Linked DNA regions of Mus musculus: regions 2 and 3 are each linked to region 1. The links are chromatin contacts, called in public Micro-C and capture Hi-C maps. All regions are on one chromosome and are shown on one strand. Each heading gives the region's core, a stretch centred on a gene start, on an enhancer-like site or on the middle of the called end of the contact. The rest is flanking DNA. Distances are from core to core; before and after follow the strand shown.

What was found. A called contact is a pair of places that touch in the nucleus more often than the background predicts. Capture Hi-C pulls out chosen DNA fragments and counts their contacts.
Region 2: a contact with region 1 is called in a capture Hi-C map of macrophages, with 4 times the contacts expected there. The contact joins the promoter of Ccdc136 here to the promoter of Smo in region 1. A contact is called at or near these places in 4 of 39 promoter capture datasets (3T3-L1-derived adipocytes, embryonic stem cells and liver), 1 of 484 Hi-C or Micro-C datasets (embryonic stem cells), 2 of 115 datasets of contacts at active chromatin or transcription factors (the SCID.adh cell line and pancreatic cancer cells) and 2 of 9 other capture datasets (liver and macrophages).
Region 3: a contact with region 1 is called in a Micro-C map of embryonic stem cells, with 2.8 times the contacts expected there. The contact joins the promoter of Flnc here to the promoter of Smo in region 1. A contact is called at or near these places in 2 of 39 promoter capture datasets (the C10 cell line and embryonic stem cells), 1 of 484 Hi-C or Micro-C datasets (embryonic stem cells) and 2 of 115 datasets of contacts at active chromatin or transcription factors (embryonic stem cells and pancreatic cancer cells).

The regions. Positions count from the first base shown.
Region 1 is chr6:29,732,787-29,737,356 of GRCm38.p6, forward strand. It overlaps Smo (smoothened, frizzled class receptor), which reads left to right and starts at 2,711. Exons shown (of 12, transcript NM_176996.4): 1 at 2,711-3,567. The coding sequence starts at 3,225.
Region 2 is chr6:29,393,949-29,398,518 of GRCm38.p6, forward strand. Ccdc136 (coiled-coil domain containing 136) reads left to right here and starts at 2,627. Exons shown (of 18, transcript NM_001347071.1): 1 at 2,627-2,794; 2 at 3,531-3,638. The coding sequence starts at 2,737.
Region 3 is chr6:29,431,254-29,435,823 of GRCm38.p6, forward strand. It overlaps Flnc (filamin C, gamma), which reads left to right and starts at 1,900. Exons shown (of 48, transcript NM_001081185.2): 1 at 1,900-2,560. The coding sequence starts at 2,206.

The DNA.
Region 1 (4,570 bases), core at 1,461-3,960:
CATACCCTGCCCCCATCCCTGATCTTTCCAGCCCAGGAGCTGGGCTGCCTTTCCACCAGAGGCCCCTCCGTATATATTCCAGACATTTTGGTTTCTCTCTCTCCTCTTCTCTCTGCGACAATGCCCTATCTCTCTTTCTCACCACCCTCCTCCCACCCCCACCCCCCATCATAGCAACCTCCCTGGCCTTGGTCCTTGGGGCCAATGAGCTTGCCCACCTGAGAGCAGGTTCCCAATAAACCTGCCTTTAATCTAATCTAATCTGGCTTAAATTGGTTCATTTCACTGGCAGCAGAAAAATAACCTATCAGATGGTGCTGAACCCAGGAGAAGTTGAGACCCCAGCCTGATGGCCCCAGTCCCTCTTTGCTACATGGGGATCATTTCTGCTCCTCAACTACTTCCAGTTACCAGGCCACCCATGCTCTCAGTTGCAGTCATGTTTTCCCCACATGTATTGTCTTTCCTCTCTCTCTCTCTCTCTCTCTCTCTCTCTTTCTTTCTTTCTTTCTTTCTTTCTTGTCCCTTCTAGTTATACTTTAGTTCAGATCCCACATCATTCACTTCTCACACTGATTTCTCTTTGCTGTAAACTACCATTAATTTTACAGTAGCTAATAAAGATATATAGCGATGATATGTGTGTGTGTGTGTGTGTGTGTGTGTGTGTGTGTGTGTGTGTGTGTATACACATGTAATCTATGAGGATACAAAGAGTGTAAGAAGATAAGGTTCCTGTACTGGAGAAATTTTCACTGCTTTGCAAGACATTGTGGATGTTGATACAAAGAGTATTGATACAAAGAGTATTGATACAAAGAGTATGAGGATAAGGTCCTTGTACTGGAGGATAAAATTAGCTACTTTTCATGACATTGTGAATGTTTCTTGAGAGCAAGTCTTGCCAGCACAGAAAAATAAAAACTCTCAAATTCTACAAGGATACCACCACTTGAGTACATGCTAGGATTTTAGGAAGGCTTCTGATGATAGGGTTTTTGTTTTTGTTTTTGTTTTTTGTTTTTTGTTTTTTTTGAGACAGGGTTTCTCTGTGTAGCCCTAGCTGTCCTGGAACTCACTTTGTAGACCAGGCTGGCCTCGAACTCAGAAGTCCGCCTGCTTCTGCCTCCCAAGGCATGCACCACCACGCCAGGCTCTGTTGAAAGTTTTAATTGTCAACTTGATACAATCTAGAATCCTCCGGGAAGAGAATCTCCATGCAGGATCTCTAGATGAAGCCAGCCTGTTGGTGTGTCTGTGGGTGGTTGTCTTGATTACACTAAGTGATATAGGCAGGTCTGCCTGTGATGGGCAGCACCATTCCCAAGACAGGGGATCCGGGACTGTGTTAAGTACAGAGAAGGTGCTGAGTACCAGTAAGCATGCATGTATTCATTTCTCTCTGCTCTTGATTGTGGATGCAACCAGCTAAGGTCCCTGTCTAAGGTTTTCCACAATGATGGACTATGACCTAGAATTGTGAGTCCAGAATACATCCTTTTAGCCTTATAGTTGCTATGTCAGGATATTTTATCACACCAACAAGAATAAAATTAAAACACAAAATGAGCCCCCAAATTGAATTAGATTCCTCACATAGTTCTGGAGACTTGGGTACCAATTAAGCATGTATCTGAAGTGTAGGAGTCAATTTGCTCTTAAACAACAGAGATAACAGAAACGATCTATATCTGGCTGACTGTGAGCTATTCTTACAGAAACAAGAAATGAAAAGCTATGCTATTGAGTTGTCCGTCAACAAGGAAAAGTTACTCAAGGTTCATTCAGTCCAGTCTCCTAGCCGTTGAGGGAGACTTGCTTAGGGGAGCTGTGACTTAAAGAAGCTGCAAGAAAGAAAGAACTGACGGAAGGAAGGAAGGAAGGAAGGAAGGAAGGAAGAAAGAAAGAAAGAAAGAAAGAAAGAAAGAAAGAAAGAAAGAAAGAGAGAAAGAAAGAAGAACTGAGTGGAGAAGGGAACGACAGAAACTTCATGAGGCAGCTGGGCCACAGGTATTCATCCAAGATGGACTAGTTTCCTGCGGACAAACCCGAAGGTGCATCAGGGACAGTTGATGGAAATCACAGTCCATCCAGCCCTGACATACCTGAGCGATAAAGGCTTGGTGTTGACATGTTCTCAGGATAGACATCTGTCCCCACAGGTAACAGCAGCTACTCTGAGTGACTCCGAGGTTATTTCCCCATATATATCTCGAGCAGGAAGAATTTAAAGAAGCAAAACCCCCAAACTCCGGTTCTTCTCCACCAGGGTTCTAGGTAAAGTTGAGAAAGATCTAACTAACAAAAAGCAAGAAAAGATTGGTAGGGCTGGGGAATTGGGCAGGAATGGAGTGAAAACTCTTGCCTGCTTTAGGCATCCCCCTGCCACCCTAAACTGAGAGAAATGTCCTCTCCTAAAAGTCACGTCAAACAACCTTAGGACCAACTAAAGATTCAGTCAAGTGCCTCTGGGACACAACTTGCACGCATCCCCCCCCCCCCCCCCCCCCGCGAGGGTCTTCTGTAGGGTGAAGGTTCCCGAATACCCCCACCCCAGCCCCTTCGGGCATTTAGGCCGCCAAAGCTGGGGCTCCTCCTCTCCAGCGTCTGACTCTCCCCTTGCTTTTCTTCGCTCGGGCCCTCCCCCAGCCTCCGCGGATGGGGGGGCCGGGCTTGGCTCCGCGAGGCCCGTGCATTCCAGAGAGCAGGGCCAGCTAGAGCAACAAAGGAGCCCGGTAGTCGGCAGGGAGAGCTCAGGGGGCTGCGGCGCGCTCGCGCGGAGGTGGCTGCTGGGCCGCGGGCTGGCGTGGGGGCGGAGCCGGGGACCCACTCCCGCACCCCCCCCCCCCCCCCGGCCGGCGCCTGGCCTCCATCGAGGGGCTGGGAGTCGGTTTTAATGGTGGGAGAGGGAATGGGGCTGGAGATCGGGGCCCCGGAGGGTTCCCAGGGTTGAAGACAGCTTCGATCTCCAGGCCAGGGAGTCCGGGGTCTGTGCATCCTGGCCCGGGCCTGCGCTGCTCAACATGGGGCCCGGGTTCCAAAGTTTGCAAAGTTGGGAGTCGAGGGGCCCGGACGCGCGCGGCGCCTGGCGAAAGCTGGCCCCAGACTTTCGGGGCGCACCGGTCGCCTAAGTAGCCTCCGCGGCCCCCGGGGTCGTGTGTGTGGCCAGGGGACTCCGGGGAGCTCCGGGGCGCCTCAGCTTTTGCTGAGTTGGCTGTTTGGCCATGGCCGCTGGCCGCCCCGTGCGTGGGCCCGAGCTGGCGCCCCGGAGGCTGCTGCAGTTGCTGCTGCTGGTACTGCTGGGGGGCCCGGGCCGGGGGGCGGCCTTGAGCGGGAACGTGACCGGGCCTGGGCCTCACAGCGCCAGCGGGAGCTCGAGGAGGGACGTGCCGGTGACCAGCCCTCCGCCGCCGCTGCTGAGCCACTGCGGCCGGGCCGCCCACTGCGAGCCTTTGCGCTACAACGTGTGCCTGGGCTCGGCGCTGCCCTACGGAGCCACCACCACGCTGCTGGCTGGGGACTCGGACTCGCAGGAGGAAGCGCACGGCAAGCTCGTGCTCTGGTCCGGTAAGCGCGCGGGAGTCGGGATTGCGACGCGGAGGTGATGGGACCGGCCACTGACGGAAAGAAAAGGCTCAGGCCTCAAACTGTTGGGCGGGCGCGGCTTGCACCCGGAATAGTTGGAGAAACGAGTCCGGAACTTTTGGGACAGGTTGCGTGCGGGAAGGAGACTCTGCGTGTTGGAGAAGGGGTCGGGGCAAGAGACCAGGGAAGCCAGTCGGTCACAAAGAGCCCGAGTAAGGATGGGGTTAGGGGGATGCAAGGAGGGAGAAGAGATGTATTCGTGAAGCAACAGTCCATGGGGATTCTGGGCAGTGTTCAGACCTTGAGGCAATCTGAGTTGTAGAGAAGAAAGAGAGGATGAAGGTGGAAGACATTTAAGGATTTGGAGGGAAGGGGCGAGGAAAACTTGTACATTCTGAGAAGGAAAAAAAAAATGCCTCCTTGTAGTAACTAAAAAGCCAAACGAACCACCTGGTAATCTTGATTTAGATCAGCCCAGGGAACCAATGATTTTTGTCTTGTTTTTACCCGTTTAAGTTTCCTTATCTGAAAAATGGAAGCTCTGATCCACTCGGGTTAAGAAGGAGGGAGACGATTTAAACAGTTGTTTGTGGCTCTGTGGAAATGTGAAGCCTCACGCCAGTGTATGCTGTGGAGGAACATTAAGTCTGGGGTGTTGAGAGCCTGTGGGCACCGTCCAGAGTGGCAGAAAGTCCTTTCCTTGGGGTAGGATTGTGACAGAGCCTGAAAACAGCAGACTACATCAAACAAGTCCTTCCTAGGCTATTTAGGATGGTTTATCTCTCTGCCTGTCACCCAGTTGGACTGAGAGCCTGTAGGGTGCTGGGGAGGGGACAGTCCTTGTCATTTTCCCATCCCTCTTCCCCACCCCGAACCCCCACTTCGGTGTGATGTAAAAGCTGTCCTTGATGGAAAAAGAAAATAAAATTGAGAGCCCGGAGCAAACCAGAGAGCCTGACAGTGTCCCTAGCTTTAGCTCTTCCTC
Region 2 (4,570 bases), core at 1,377-3,876, 340 kb before region 1:
CCATACTCCAGGGCAGGCCCTGCTCCCAGGGTAGGAGGACAATACAAACTGGACTCCATTTAAAAAGAAAAGAAAAGAAATACAAGAAGACAACTCAAAGCTGGGGGTAGGGGAGTGAGGTGATGGTGAAGAGGGTGGGTGTGGGAGGAGTGGGGACTCAAATGCCTTCATAAAATTCTCAAAGAATTAGTGCAAATGTAAAATTTGTTTCAAAGTAAGATATAAACATGGCTGGGGATGTAGCAAGGCAGCAGAGCAGTTGTCTACTAGGCAAAAGGTCTGAGGTTCAATCCCCAGCATTGCAAGAAGAAAAAGATCTGAGCAGTCTGGTGTGCACAGGAGTGTTACACTAGTCTTTGGACTTTACTTTTCTGTATGTTGCAAATGCTCCTTTTAAAAATGCTTTAATGGTTACTCTGAGCGTCTAGAAATAAGGGTAAAGGGGGATAAATGGCTGCATCAGTCCTCAGAGGGGATGATCTCCTGGGATGGGATTGGGGGTAAGGCTGAGTCTTAAACCCTGGGGTTACAGGAGGATTAACCCAGATCATCCCTCTCAGCTGATCACCTGGGGGACACACCTGCCATGCCTGCCCTTCAGACACATCCCTGACAGCCCTGCCCCCCATAGCTGCTAAGCTCTTTCTTCCCTTCTGCTCCCTAACTTCACCCTCATCTCAACCCCATGCTGATCTGAATAGGGTTTGCCTCCCACTAATAGACTGGTTCTAGTCTCCCTTGAGCATTCCCTGAGATCAATGGTGAGTGATGGATCACCTGCACCCAGGAACCAGCTTAGTCCTAATGCTCAAGATCCAGGCTCTCCTAGAGAGAGCTCTGACTCCTGAATGTCACAACTGACCATGGCGACTGTCTTTCTGTTCACCCACTGCCAACTGCTAGCCTGACCTGCTGCTGAGACAGAACTGGAGGCTGCTGCGCTGGGCAGAACCACTGAGCTTCCAGAACACTTCCCTTTAGCTCCCCCCATGAGAGCTCATTTCATCATCTCTAAATATTGTACCTTGCTACCCAAGTCTGGCTTGATGATCTGCAAAATAGTAAGCTTGCCCGGAAGCTCTTCTCTGTGGCTGGATCACTGTAGCCATGGGTCTAAAGTGGGAGCTTGACCTCTGGGGAGAAGGTGAAAACAAATAATTCTTCATTTTTCTGATTATCAGGCTGGGGGTCGGGGGGAGGAATTACTACTGACTTCTGGACTTTTTTGTTTTGTTGGTTTTTGGTTTTTGAGACAGGGTTTCTCTGTGTAGCCTTGGCTGTCCTGGAACTAACTCGGTAGACCAGGCTGGCTTCTAAATCATATAGATCCGCCTGCCTCTGACTCCCAGGTGCTGGGATTAAAGGTGTGAGCCATCACTGCCTGGCAGACATCATTGTTAATAGGGAACGTGAGTTTAAATTCATGAGTTAAAAATCTGGGATAAATGATGAAGGCGTTGTTAACTTAGTCGGAAGCTCCATGTTACTCATTTACTCCATGAGTCAGGTACTTTGATACTGAAGATACAAAGATAACTAGGATACTTCCCAACCTTAACAGCAGGCAATACTCTGATGCTGCCCAGAGGGTCAGAAGAGCACAGCAGGAGAGTCTAAAAAAAGGAAGGGATGGGGTGTCTGGAGAGTAACTCTCAACACAATGCTGAAATTACTGATAAGCCTGAGATGTGCAGGGAATTGCTTCATTCCTGAGGAACATGGAGGGCTTGAGAGCCCAGTAGCCTGGGGAGTTGAACCCAGCCAAGCCATGCCCAAACTTTAGGAGTGAGAATACATGAGAAAGAACTGGTGTGAGGTACCAAGCTTAGAAATCTCTCCACGATTATAACTCGGGGAGCAGATTCCTGAGTATCCACTTCTGACCTAAATGAGACCTGCTGAGATGTCAAATCTGCCTCAAGACCAAGTTCATCTCTTGAATAAATAGATGAAAAGTTGAAAAAAAGCTTCGTGGTTTCCCACATTTCTTGTTACAGGGAACATCAATGATGCCCACACTGCACAGGTCACAGAGGGCGTGGCTCAAAGGGCTGGGAAGAAAGAGGGACTTGGTACACTGGGAGGAGAGCTCTGGCTGGGTGGGATTTCGGGGAAAGCAGTGATGTACCACCACCTAGCACTTGGCACATGCAGGTCTCAACTATCCGCCAGCCCTGCAGTAGCTCTGGGGCGCTTGAGGCTACCCGGAGGGATGGGTTCTGTGGACTGCGGGGATGGGGACGCTGGCTCTGTGTGGGAACCAAGGAAGTGCGCGTGTGTTTGCGCATCTGCAGGAAACAGTCCATCCCCCCCCACCCCCACCCCCCCCCCGGTTCTATCATCCGTCAAGACTAGCCCCTGAGGTCCCTAGGCGTGGCGGACCCAGGGTGGGTTCTGCAGCCAGAACCAAGCCATGCTAGCACTCCTTGGGCGCATCCTCAAGACCCGGTAGCTCACGTCCGCTTTTCAGGCGCAGCAGACCTGAAGCTGCCTCGGACGAGCCTGGGGCACTTTAGTGACGTGTTTTGAACCTCTTTTGCTGGTCCTCACTGGGTCTGGAGCCGGGGACTGGGGGAGGGTTTCCGGGCGGCCACAGGCGGGCACTCGCGTCAGGTGGCCAGGCCAGGCCCCGCCCTCTCGGCCCGCCCTCTCTCCTCCCTGCGCACCGGGCTCCCGGTCCCCGGCCCGGAGGCTGCGGCTTCTGCTCGGGAGGCGGCGGCGGCGGCGGGAGCAGCCATGGAGGCAGGCGGCGGGGCCGGCGCGGGAGCCGCGGGCTGGAGCTGCCCTGGCCCAGGTCAGAGCGGCCTCTCTCTCAGCTCCCTATGCTCCTTCCCCCTACGGCTCTCCTTCCTTCTGACCCCCAGGTGCTCCTGGTACTGAGTCGGCTCCCTTCACCCTGGCCTCCACCGGATACTGCTCTCCATCTTTCGACCTGGGTTGTCCCTTCCCAGCGGTCACTCCCCAAGCGCTCCCCAGTTAGTCTCTCCAGCCCGATTGTGTTTCCAGCTCACGAGGGGGGCGGGGGAGTTGTCTCTAGAGCCTGCACCCTTCTAGTTCATCAAAGCTCTTGACCACCGGGAGAGGGTGGGGTGGGCGAGGTTTGGTGAGGGAGGGAAGGGGAGAGAAAGAGAAACGGCCTAGTTTAGAGCCCCTTCTCTCCTCTCCTGAGCCGGCCACCCCTCCCTTCTCTGCTTTGCTATATAGGATCCTCCCAAAACCTTCTTTCCTAGTTCCCACCCTACCCCTCTTCTTATGCCCCAAGCTAAACAAACACTCACCCTCTTCTGTCTGAGCGAGGGAGAGGAGCCGGGAACAGGGGTGCTGAGGTTGGGCCGCGCCGGACTGGGGTCCCCTCCATAGGCATGAGAGGTGGCTGAGGGAATAGAATCACAGAGCTGGGCAGAGTGAGTCAGGCTTCTCCAGTGTGATTGCAAATTCCGGGGCTCCCATATAAGAATGCACGTCCCTTTCTTTCCCCTCAGCCCCAGGCCCCTCTATTCCTACAGTTCTTACTTTCTCCCGGCTCACAGGACCCACAGTAACCACTTTAGGCTCCTATGAGGTATCTGAGGGTTGTGAGAGGAAGAAAGGCCAACGCTGGGGGTCTCTGGAGCGCCGTGGGATGCAAGCTATGGACGGTGAGTTTTCTGAAAAAGGCTTTCTATCGCCCTACTCCGTAGCTCCCTTCTTCCTTCCCTGACCCCAGAACTCTGAGCCAGAACAGGGCCCTCCCCTCACTTCATCTCAGGCCCCTCCTCCCTGGTGGCTGAGCTCCAAGCCTCCCCTGGGCTCAGGCATTGTGGGAAGTTTGGGCACATCCCTTTGGGGCGCCAATCACCCAGCTAACCAGGTTGTGTGTCCCGGGAAGCTGCCAGACAGAGAGAGGCCCTGCTCAACCCAGCCTGGAAACAGGCTTTCGGCAGGGGGCTTGTTCTTCTCACTGCCTGCTGACCCAGATCCCAAGCTGTCTCTTATTTTTAAAAGCCAGGACATGGGCATGAGAACTGTCTATCTGATGCCACCACCGTCAACTCTGAATGGAACCCTGCAGCTTTAGTAAGAACGTGCTTAGGAGAGGGCTAGATGGAGTCTATTTCCCAACAGCACTCGCGTGTAACAGGGCAGGCAGTACCAACACATTATCCAGGACTTCTTGTGAAGTGTCCCCAGGCCCCTCTGTAGTTCAGCACAGGCCTTCCCTAGAGACTAGATGACATAAGGGGTCTCAGATGAACCGTATGCTGTTGGTGTTAGAAAAGGGAAGGAAGGCCAGAGACCCAGGATTAAAAACAAAGCAATCCCTACCAAGACAAGATTGCATTGCAGTGAAGAAGAAGAAGGAGAAAAAAAAGGTGTTCAGGAGTCTGAACATGAGGACCAGTACCAAATTAGTTTTTCAAATGTGTCAACAGGACTGGAGAGATGGCTTAGCAATTGATCAGTTCCCGGCACCCACATCGCAGCCCACAGCTGTCTGTGACTCCAGTCTTAGAAGCTCTAATACCCTCTTCTGACCTGAAAGGGCATTGCCCTCCCATGATGGACAGACACACATGCAGGGAGAGCACCC
Region 3 (4,570 bases), core at 650-3,149, 300 kb before region 1:
CTATAACAGTTCAGCTCCCAGTACTCTGCCCAAACCCCTACTTCTCTCTCTAGTAGTTCTGAGAGTAATCTCTTCCAGATCTGTATTTTGGTTTCTTCAACAGAGACAATATTACAGAGCCTACTCAAGTGGGCTGTCAAAAGTCTGTCTTCATACACACACACACACACACACACACACACACACACACAACTTTGCTTGCGTGATCCAGCTCTGTATCCAGAGCTAGGCATCCCTCCACAGGAGAGCTGTGTCTTTCAAATAGACAGTGCTGGTGCCTGCTGGGGGTTTTGGCTGAGGGGTGAAGGTAGCGCTCTGGGAGAATGACAGTTTGGGAGACAAGGAGGGGGCTGCCAACAGGAGAGTGGAATTCCTAAGCGCCTTGTCACAGGCAGCCAACGAACATGAGCTGCGGGGCACTAGCTATTTATACCTCTCCTGTCACTATCAGGGCCTCCAGAGACACCCCTGCTCCACACACCATGCACCACAGGGCTCTTTTCTGCTCCTGGCCCTTTCTGCCCTCCCCCTCCCTCCTAAGGACCAGGCCTTCTCCTTAGGTGAGAAGGAAAAAGAAATGATTGCTGGGAGCTTCACCATAAGCTCCGCCTCCCCCAACTCCTTTCCAAGTCCATAGTGGGCACCGCTGTCGTCTGCCCTTGAGGAAAGAGCTCCCAAAGATGCTTTATTATTGCCTTTCCTTTCATTATGACTGCGAGGAGGGAAATAAGGTAAAATGATTTACCCAAGCCTCAGCGGTCACATGGCTTGAATTAAGGACTGTCTTCCTTCAAAGCTAAGCTTACTTAGTCTCGAAGGATGGGGAAGCAGTGGACACACATCTGACCTCTCCTTGCGATGTAAATTCATTTGTAGGTCCTTCCCTTGTGTGTGGCAGGCAGCTTGGATTGCCTCAGTTTCTCTGTTGTGAACATTTCCCATGTCTCTCACCTTATTGGGCTTGCCCTCAACCCAATCCTGCCTAGGCTTCTAGCCTGCCTCCCTTCCTGCCCGCTTTGCCCCTGGCCCTGCCCACTTGCCCCAGTCACATTTCCCTTGGCTGCTCTGCCAGGGCTCTTCCTGCTATTTGGCACACTTCTACTTTCCCTGGGAAGATCTGCCCTGTGGCTCATGTGGGCACATTGCCCAGGGGGCTCCCTGGTACTACCTGGGCAGCCCTTTTGTCCTCTCATCAACTTGGTTGAGTCACGGGGGGGGGGGGGGCGCACACAAAGTGACTCACTGGGTACCCTTGTTCTGAGCTCAGCTTCATTCTGAGCCAGTGAGTCTAAATGGGCTAATGACCAGGGACACTGAGTCAGGTCAGGAGCCTTGGTTTCCCTGTGGCCCTGGGTTTGGATTCCAAATAACGGTTTAAGCATTTTTTTCTTGTAAAGTGGCAAAAGTCATGGAGCCCCCTTGAACTCAGTCTCTCCTGGTCAATGTCCCTGCTCCTTCTGGTGTTCTCTCTCTCTCTCTCTCTCTCTCTCTCTCTCTCTCTCTCTCTCTCTCTCTCACACACACACACACACACACACAATTTCCTTTCTGAGTTCTTCACAGGTGGACAATACAACCAGGCTAGAAGCCAGGACTCCTAGGCTGTGTCAACAGCCTTGTCACCAACTCCAGAAAGTTCTGTCAACACCAGATCAGTTTGTCTAGCCCTAACCACTGCCTCAGTTTCCCCATTACTTTCTTTAACCCAATCTGAGTGTGGAAGGAGTGTCCCTCATCCCTAAATGGCTAAGACTAGGTTGGGGTGTACAGTGTGCATGGGGAAGCTCAGGGCCAGCGCCCCCACCCCATCCCCGCTCCTGCTGAGGACTGCGTGGAGGAGGGGCGGGCGGAGGCGGGGCCGTGGGGCTCAGCGCGGCCCCCACCCGCGGGCCGGGCGGCATTCCTGGGAGGCCGGCGCTCTGACGTGGACCCTGGGGCTGCGGGCGCGGCGGGGGGGTCGGCAGCCCGGGGGCTTCTTAAACCCACTGCCCCGGCCCGGCCCGCACTTCCCGAGCACCGCTCCGCCCCGGGAGAGAGAGAGAGCCCTAGCCGGACAGCCCAGCAGCTCAGCCCAAGAGGCCAGCGAGCCCCGCCGCCCAGAGCGCTAACGAAGTCTCCGAGAACTCGGTGTCCCCGCGTCCCGCCCCGACAGCACCCACAGCCCGATCCCCAGGCCGTACTCCCCCGGCCCCCCGCCGCGCCACCATGATGAACAACAGCAACTATTCGGACGCCTCCGGCCTCGGCCTGGTTGACGAGGCGGACGAGATGCCGTCCACGGAGAAGGACCTAGCGGAGGACGCACCGTGGAAGAAGATCCAGCAGAACACATTCACGCGGTGGTGCAACGAGCATCTCAAGTGTGTGGGCAAGCGCCTGACCGACCTGCAGCGAGACCTCAGCGACGGGCTGCGCCTCATCGCGCTGCTCGAAGTGCTCAGCCAGAAGCGCATGTACCGCAAGTTCCACCCGCGCCCCAACTTCCGCCAAATGAAGCTGGAAAATGTGTCTGTGGCCCTGGAGTTCCTGGAGCGGGAACACATCAAGCTCGTGTCCATCGGTCAGTGCGGGGGTCACAGGGAACGGTCACAGCGGGGGTAGGAACAGGTCACATAGGTGCGGGTACTGAGATCCGGAACAGAAAACCTTTCCCTTGCCTGGTCTGATTTCTCCCTCGCCAGTACAGGCTGGAGCCCAGATACCCCTCTAGGACAGGTGGCACCCCTGAGAAGTTCCCTTCCGAAGTTGTCCAAACATCTTAGCTTCAGCCTCCCTACACACACTCCTACCGACCTGCCCAAAGTCCCCTCTTTTCCTTCCACCGGGCCACCCTTGCTTGCACATGCTTGCGAGGACAGGGCTGGTGCCCAGTGCTAATTCCTTGGGGGCGTATCCCGCCACCCACATGAAAGCAAATGGCTTCCCATCGCCTTCGTCGCTGGGCAAAAGCAGTCTTAAGACAGGTTCCAGTCGTCTCTGGGTTCTCAGGGCCCTGAGGCCAGGGAGACTAGTGGCCTGAAGCTCGCTGATGCGCTTGGCAGGCATGTGCTCCCCATCTGGGATCTGGCCGGACTAGAGCAAACAGAACCCGGCCTCAGAAACCTAAAAAGGCACTGAGCAACGTCCTGGGAGCTTTAACCCCTGATTGCCCTGGTCGTTTAGGTCGTCTGGGAGGGGGACTCCTGCCTGTCCATGCCCTGTTCCAACCCACCACCTGGCCTGGGATTGGCTACAGCTAAGGGTCAAGCTGCCCTGGAGGGAGGGGAAGGCTGAGGAAGAGAGGAAGTCATTGAGTGTAACCAGATTTGGAAGGTGTGTCAGTTCTGAGTGGGGGTAGGGAGGCGCAGGAGTCTAGAGAGTCCAGAAGCCCAGGGTGGGTTTTGAGTGGCAAGAAGATACCTTACTTTTCACAGCCCTATCCCGCTAGGACCAAGGTTTCCAGTTTGCGTCTTGGGTGAACTCTTAGAGCCCTTCTGGGATGTACTAGAAGGACCCCCCTGGGAGGATGCACCCCAGACCCTGGAAGGGAACTGTATATGGAACCAGGTGATGCCCACCACTACAAGCTGCCCCCAGAGACTTCAATATTTAACTAGGTATCTGCCCCCTCCCTAGTCTCCCTCATGGCCATCTCCAGGTCTCCGGAATTAGCAGCTGAGATCAGTCCGGGGCCCTTTGCCCTGTTCAGGCTTCTTCCTGGGCCTTACCTCTTCCAGTCCCAGTACTAACCCCCCCCCCCTACACACACACACACACACACACACACACACACACACACACCCCACCCTCCTGCTCTGGCCTGGAAATAGCCCTGTCTCCGTGACACAGCAGATGTCTCTGAGCTTTCCAGAAGGACAAGCCTGAGGACAAGGGGTGGGGGAGGGGGCCCTGGTGTAAGTGGTGGAGCTAGAAATTAGGAGGGTGTTGGGTGGGTGTGGAGCTGAGGGGCTGAAGATAAGCCAGCCCTGGAGGGGGGGGGGCTGCTCCCCACCTACCCCTCCCTTCACGCTGGGATCTGAAAGGCGGGACTGACTGTCCCAGGTGGGGTCTCCAAGGGAAAGTTTGCAGCCTCTGTGAAGACATTATAGGAAGTGGCTCAGCCTCCCTTCCCTGCTGGCTGCGGGGGCGGTGGGCCCCTCTCCAGGCCTCATCCTTCCCCTGTGCACCTCTCCCCTCCCCCCATGGTGGTGCCTGGCTCCAGCCCCCTTGGCTCTGCTGCAAGGGGGCCGGCTCAGAGTAGATGGGGGAAGAAGCCGGGGCTGGTTTGGGGGCGGGAGGGAAGCTCCAAGGTTCCCGCTGAGAGGAAGGGGAATTGTGCCGGGTTTGGGCCAAGTGGTTCTCCCTGTGCTGATGAGATAAGCTGTCAGCAATTCAGTAACTGAGCTGGGGCTGGGGCCGAGGCTGGAGGGAAGGGGCACAAACGCCAGCCAGAGGTCCCTAGGCGACAGAAAGGGAGTGTCCCAAGGAGGGACCATTCAACTTACTCTAGTTCCACATCCTATCTAGAAGTGGGAAGGGGTCTCCCGCTAGATTCTGTCTCAGGACTGAATGAACATTTGGGCACCTGAAG